2 separate regions of the Oryctolagus cuniculus genome follow, and region 2 is linked to region 1. A link is a contact called in public Micro-C data. All regions are on one chromosome and are shown on one strand. The core of a region is the stretch at or near the end of the contact, and the rest is flanking DNA. Distances in the headings are between cores, read along the strand shown.

Region 1 (2,700 bases), core at 131-2,630:
AATCTGCCCTCTGTGATTTGTAAGGGCTCGTCTTGTTCCAATGCTCAGTTACGTGCCACACAGAAGCTCCTAGGGGGAAGGGAGCTACAGGGAGCTCCTTCCTCCCAGGTGCTCATCCTCAGGTGGCAGCCGCTGCCCTGAACACACCCACAAAGTGGGCGGAAGTGGGGCTGTCACTCAAACAAACCATACCAAGAAACATACCAACCCCGCCTCTCCGCTTGTTACAGGATCCAAACGCTGCTTTGAAGGCAACCCCCAGCTTCACACAGTGTCCTTTTTAGTTTGCTTCTTAAAAATAGGCCTGTTCCCTTAATGCAGTGCCCAGGGGCTATTGGCAGCTTTGTTTTTTACAGAACAATTGATTTTTCCATTGACTTCTGCTGCGCTCATTGTATTCCAACGGCCTCTTACAGTTGTGGCGTGGCACTGGGTCTTTTCTGTTGCTTCCTGGCGGGCCCTGTGTTCCTTCAAACCTCTGAAGATGGGAGTCCCGGCTCTCCCAGTGAGGCACTGGGGATTGGTTGCTTTAGTAAGTGGGTGTGGCCAGGAGCGCCCGTGGGCCATCTGCCGGATGCAGCCCGTGCATCCCAAGCAGAGCTGACTGCTTAATTTAGGAAGCTGTGATTCACCTGCCTCCCCTCGGTGAGTGCCTAACCAGTAACCAGGTATCTTCAAGAAGCCCGAGCACCCAAGAATCCCTTCTCTTTTGCTATAGATTGCACAGTAGTTGGAGAGGGAGCAGACATCTGACAAACACAGAATTTCCTGGTTTAAATTGCAGCGAATTTGAACCCCAGACCTTCCACCAAGACAAGCAGATCTCCAAGGCCTGCTGCCCCGGCCCTCCCAACTGCTGGGATCCTGATGAGGGTTAACGTGTGGAAGGATCTGAAACCTGCCGGCTGGATTATTTTTTCCCTTCCCTTTGGAATTTCCTGCTCTGGGAACAAAACACGTTACACAGATTGGCTGGCTCCTGTGTGCTGGGTGAATGCTGGCGTGTGGAGGGGAATGCCCAGTCGGCCTTCCTTTGGTTTAGGAAAAAAAAAAAAAGAAAGAAAACCATTGTTAGTGGGAAAATGTCGGTCATTCTTGAAGTGAAGCCTGAGTCCTGACAGCCAGACTTAACAGTTGGAAGGTTATTAGAACTCTGTTTGCTTTCCTTAGCCTTGACTTTGATTTCCCAAATGTTTTGTTTCTCGGTTTTAATTTTTGGTTTGATTTGTTGTTCCAAGGCAGCTCACCAGAAGCATACTTTCATGGTTTTCCCTCCCTCTTTTCAGTTAGTAAGTAGCTTGCCGACTCGTTCACCCTTCCGAGCTCCCCAGAAGCACACTGCCCTCCACCGTGGAATGTGCACTGTGGTTGTTGAGTGTTGGGGATGCTGAGATGGTGTGGACGTCCCGCTGCCGCCTGCCTGCCCACTCCCGCCCGCTCCGCCTCCTGGGGCCCGGCTTTCCTGAGATTCCAATGCATTCTGCCACAGCTGGGGTTCCATTGCCGAGGAGGGAGGCAGTACTGGTCCAGGGAGGACTACAGCAAAGGCAGTGTACCGCCCACCCAAAGAGGGGAACTGAGGGGAGGGCTGCCACCCTCGGAAACTCTAGGCAGAGGGAACCCACTGCCTCTTGCCATCCCTATCCAGGGCAGCCATGACCAATGCACACAAGAGCAGTCGTAGCCATCAGTTTTCCTGGAACAAGCTAAGTAGGCCTCATAAAACTTAAAACTGCATCTGCCAAGATTTCAAGGAGACTGCACATTCCCTTGCAGGTAGGAGCCGTGCTTTGCATGGTGGTTTGAAGCCATTGGTAAATTGTCACATTTCCCAAAGACTAGCTCTTGGACCGCCGATTCTTCTTGTCTGATATTTTGGGGCAGTAGTCGTCTCCCGCCTAGAGGTTCACAGTGCTCATAACACATTAGGGGCACCAAGAAGCCCTGAGATGGAAAGAATCCAAGACTCTGTTTGACCTAATGTTTCCAAGCTAATTCCATTGCTCCTCTCCCCACTCCACCATGACTGCGTTTTGGGAAATGCTGATAATGTACATGGGAATCCAGTGCACACTTGAACCATCTGAACCTTCTGCTTGTGGTCTCAAGAGCTGGTTCCCCTGCTCAGACTAGATGTGCCTTTATTTCTGGCTCAAAAACATCCCTTAATGGAAGAGATCTGTTCAGTATTAGCGTCTCACTCAGATTCTTCATAAAGAAAGATTTCACTGCCAAGTTCCTTTCACTGTCATCAAAAACACTTGCTTTTTGGAAAGATGGGCTCCTTGGAAATCTTCAAGCAGCCCTTGCTGGTTAAAGGGAGACCTGATAGGTTTATGTGAGGGACTTCAGTACTTTCCGAAGAAACAGCTGCATCACTCTGAAAGGCCAGGACCCGGAGCCCAGGGCCAGTCCTGGAGGGGCCCAGGCACCTCCTTTAAACTCCTGGGACTTTAGTTCCCGTGTCTGTCAAATTGCAGGTTTGACTACAGTTCCGTGAACACACACCTGCAGGAACTGAGCCTGACCTTCGGCGCCATCAGGTGCCTTCTCCCTGAGTGGCAGCCAGGATGGAAAGCAGGGACGTTGGTGAGCAGGCCTTGAACCAGTCACTTATTTGAAAGGCAAAGCGACAGAGAGACAGGGAGAGACAGAAAGACATCTTCCATCTGTGGGTTCATCCCCAGCATGGCTAAAACA
Region 2 (2,700 bases), core at 167-2,666, 83 kb before region 1:
CCCTACGGCCCTGCGCTATAAGGAATGCTGCTGCGGGCAGAAGAGATGCGTCCTAGTTGAGGGCGTGGCACTTGGCTGCCTGCTCCTCTGTGCTTTGTGGGAAAGAAAGGGAGAGAGAAGAGGTGGAAAACACATTCCCTGTGGTCTTGGTTGACTCAGCTCATGGTGATTCTCACTTTCATTCATTCAGCAAATATCTGAGTGCCTCCTGTATGCCAGGCAAGTGGCGTGGGGTACGCTGGTGAAGCCCACCCCAAGGTCTCTGTCTCAGAAGCGCCTGCATTCCTTGGCGGGGGGCGTCGGGGGAGGGGAGATGCAAGGCTCTCTGGGCTCCCAGAGGCAGGCAGGTGCCCCTTGTTCAGCAGTGTGTCCTCAGGGGCCAGCCTGGAACCTGATAGCTAATGTTGCACAATAATTATTGGAACAACCTGCTGCGTAAGTGTTTCAGAAGTGCTAGCTGGTAAGAAGGAAGGTGGAGAAAGCCAAGCAGTTTCTCTGCTCTGAGAGATCTGTTGGGTTGATTTGTTCTGCAGTTGATTTTTAGTTACAACATTCTCAGCCACCGAGGAGGGAGCATACTGGGTTCACTCTGGCAAGGCTGCTTTTTCCTTATTGCCAAAGAACTTGGCATCTGATGTGCAAGGTCCTTCCTTCACATCACAACAGTGGCGGGTGGTGTTGCATGTAAGCGTACTAGTGGCTTGGCTCAAACTTTGCAGTCAGAAGATGCTTCGGAAGGGCAAGTTTAAAGGGGAGAGTTGTCTTTCCCCACGCTCCTGCCAAACACACGTGCTGAGCTTGGCGTTCAAGCAGCCACCCTGACCCCGCTGAAATGGTTCTCAGGTCCTTAAGCTTCCCCGGCTTTCGGTACCCACTTCGATTCTGCAGCTCTGGCTTCTGTTCTGCGTGCATTTCCTCATTGGTTTGGTAGCGCAGAGGGGCCGGTGACAATATCAAAGAACTGAAACTGTTCCCACTTGTAAAACAGAGCAAGACAGAGTTGGATGCTGTGTATGTCAGAGTGTGGACGTGGTGGTCTGGCCTTGGAAAATGCTGCTGCAGGGCCCGAGGGGCACTGGAGCCTGTCCCAAGGATGGAGAGTCGAAAGGGGAAGGCCAAGTGCTGGGGTCTTAATGCCCTTCCTGGGGGTTCCTATGGCCCCTGGGAGCCAGCACTGATCCTCAGGACATCATATGTTTGAGCTCCGATAATGGCAGCAGACAGGCCTCGGGAGGAGGAAGAACAGATAGAAAAGGGCGGAGAGAATTGAAAATGGAAGTAGGTTGCAGGAGGAGCAGGCTGTGTACCAGGAAAGGTGGTGGGCTTTCCGGCCAAGCAGAGAACAAAGATTTGACCAGGAAGCAGGCCTGAGCTCTGATCAGGAAGCCGGGAGCTGACAGCGGTGGGGGCGTGTGCAGACAGGATTCGCTTGCTCGTCTGGCTGAACAGGCAGCCGGCCCCGGGGAAGCTCGCCGGCCCTTTCCGCCTTGGGAATGGCCAAGCAGCTGGGAGGGAAACGCACAAGCTCAGGAAGCTTCCTGAAGCAGAATGCAGGGGCTGAACCCGAGCTCTGGCAGCCTGCCGGAGTGCCTGCTGCTGGAAGCCTGGCGGGAGCACTCGCCTTCAGAGGAGTCTGCCATCCTGATTCTGACATCACCGCGCTGTCTCAGTCAAGGGCGCTGAAGCGGAATAAGCAGCCGCATGTCCAGGGTGTGCAGAACCCTGAAAACCAGGGCGCTTCCTCGCCTCTCTCGTCTGGGTTTGGAGTCAAGGTTTTAAGCAACAGCTCACGCTGAAGTTTAATGGAGCTCAACATTTTAAGAATAAACTAATATTTTAGAAACATGTGGGTTTTGTTTATGTCCCTCAAGTTGGGTTATTTTGTAGCATTTAAAATGTAATTCTTGCAAGTTAATTTCCCTTTTTTGTTCCTTTCCATCTGGCTAGAAAAAAAAATTGTTTCCTGCTCTGATGGCACCCATGGAGATGACTGGTTAAATAACGCGATTAAAAATATTTGAGTACTATGGGATCTGCCAAGAATTGTGTGCTCACACACTTGGGACACTTTGAGCCTTTTCTTGTATGAAAATGTGCCGTCTTCCACCTCCCACCCTTTGCTTGGGTCGGATTGATCAAGGTCGTCCTCTCTGCCTTCCTCTGAGTGAGCCACAGCTCAGGCCTCCTGCACCCCTGCCCACCGTGGAGTCCTCGTTGAACCCTAACTTCTCACCAGGAATAAGCCCAAACCGTTAGGGAAAACTCATTTCTCCTTCAGAGGCTTCACTGGGGAGCCACGCCCCCTGGCTGGCTTTGCTGCTGACGTCAGGCGTGGCATCCTTCAGCCACGGAGACTCCCTCTGTACCTCCAGCAGAGGGCCTCGGTCCTGCGCGGGACACAGCACAGCACCCAAAGAGGAGCTGCGTTTCCCTGCCCCTCGTTAATCTCTTGAGGCCGCCGAGGCCGTTCCCCTCAGGCACCGGACTTCTTCACCTGGGTCAACGGTTTTGCTTTCCAATTTTGAGTCAGTTCATAGAGTATCTCGTTACCCGTCATCACTGGAACACACAGAATTTATTTTAAATAGATATAAAGTTCATGGAAAGTGAGATTAAATTTTAAGTGTTTATTTTGGTGCCAAAAATTTAAAAGCCACACATATGAAGGATCTTCAAAAAAATAATGAAATGAATATTATG

What was found. Hi-C and Micro-C count contacts between places; a contact is called where the count stands out from the background.
Region 2: a Micro-C map of ear pinna shows a contact between it and region 1, with 1.9 times the contacts expected there. The contact joins two enhancer-like sites. A contact is called at or near these places in 2 of 6 Hi-C or Micro-C datasets (ear pinna and an unstated tissue).

What each region holds. Positions count from the first base shown.
Region 1 is chr20:36,122,816-36,125,515 of mOryCun1.1, reverse strand. The region is part of intron 19 of TTC7B (tetratricopeptide repeat domain 7B); the gene reads left to right. Among named protein-coding and RNA genes, the nearest start is that of CALM1, 150 kb to the right of the region's middle. Within about 2 kb of position 1,380, at least 3 of the 8 cell types and tissues checked have an H3K27ac peak or open chromatin away from gene starts, as enhancers often do. A contact at or near this core is called in ear pinna, where this site is marked.
Region 2 is chr20:36,206,272-36,208,971 of mOryCun1.1, reverse strand. The region is part of intron 6 of TTC7B (tetratricopeptide repeat domain 7B); the gene reads left to right. Among named protein-coding and RNA genes, the nearest start is that of TTC7B, 110 kb to the left of the region's middle. Within about 2 kb of position 1,416, at least 5 of the 8 cell types and tissues checked have an H3K27ac peak or open chromatin away from gene starts, as enhancers often do. A contact at or near this core is called in ear pinna, where this site is marked.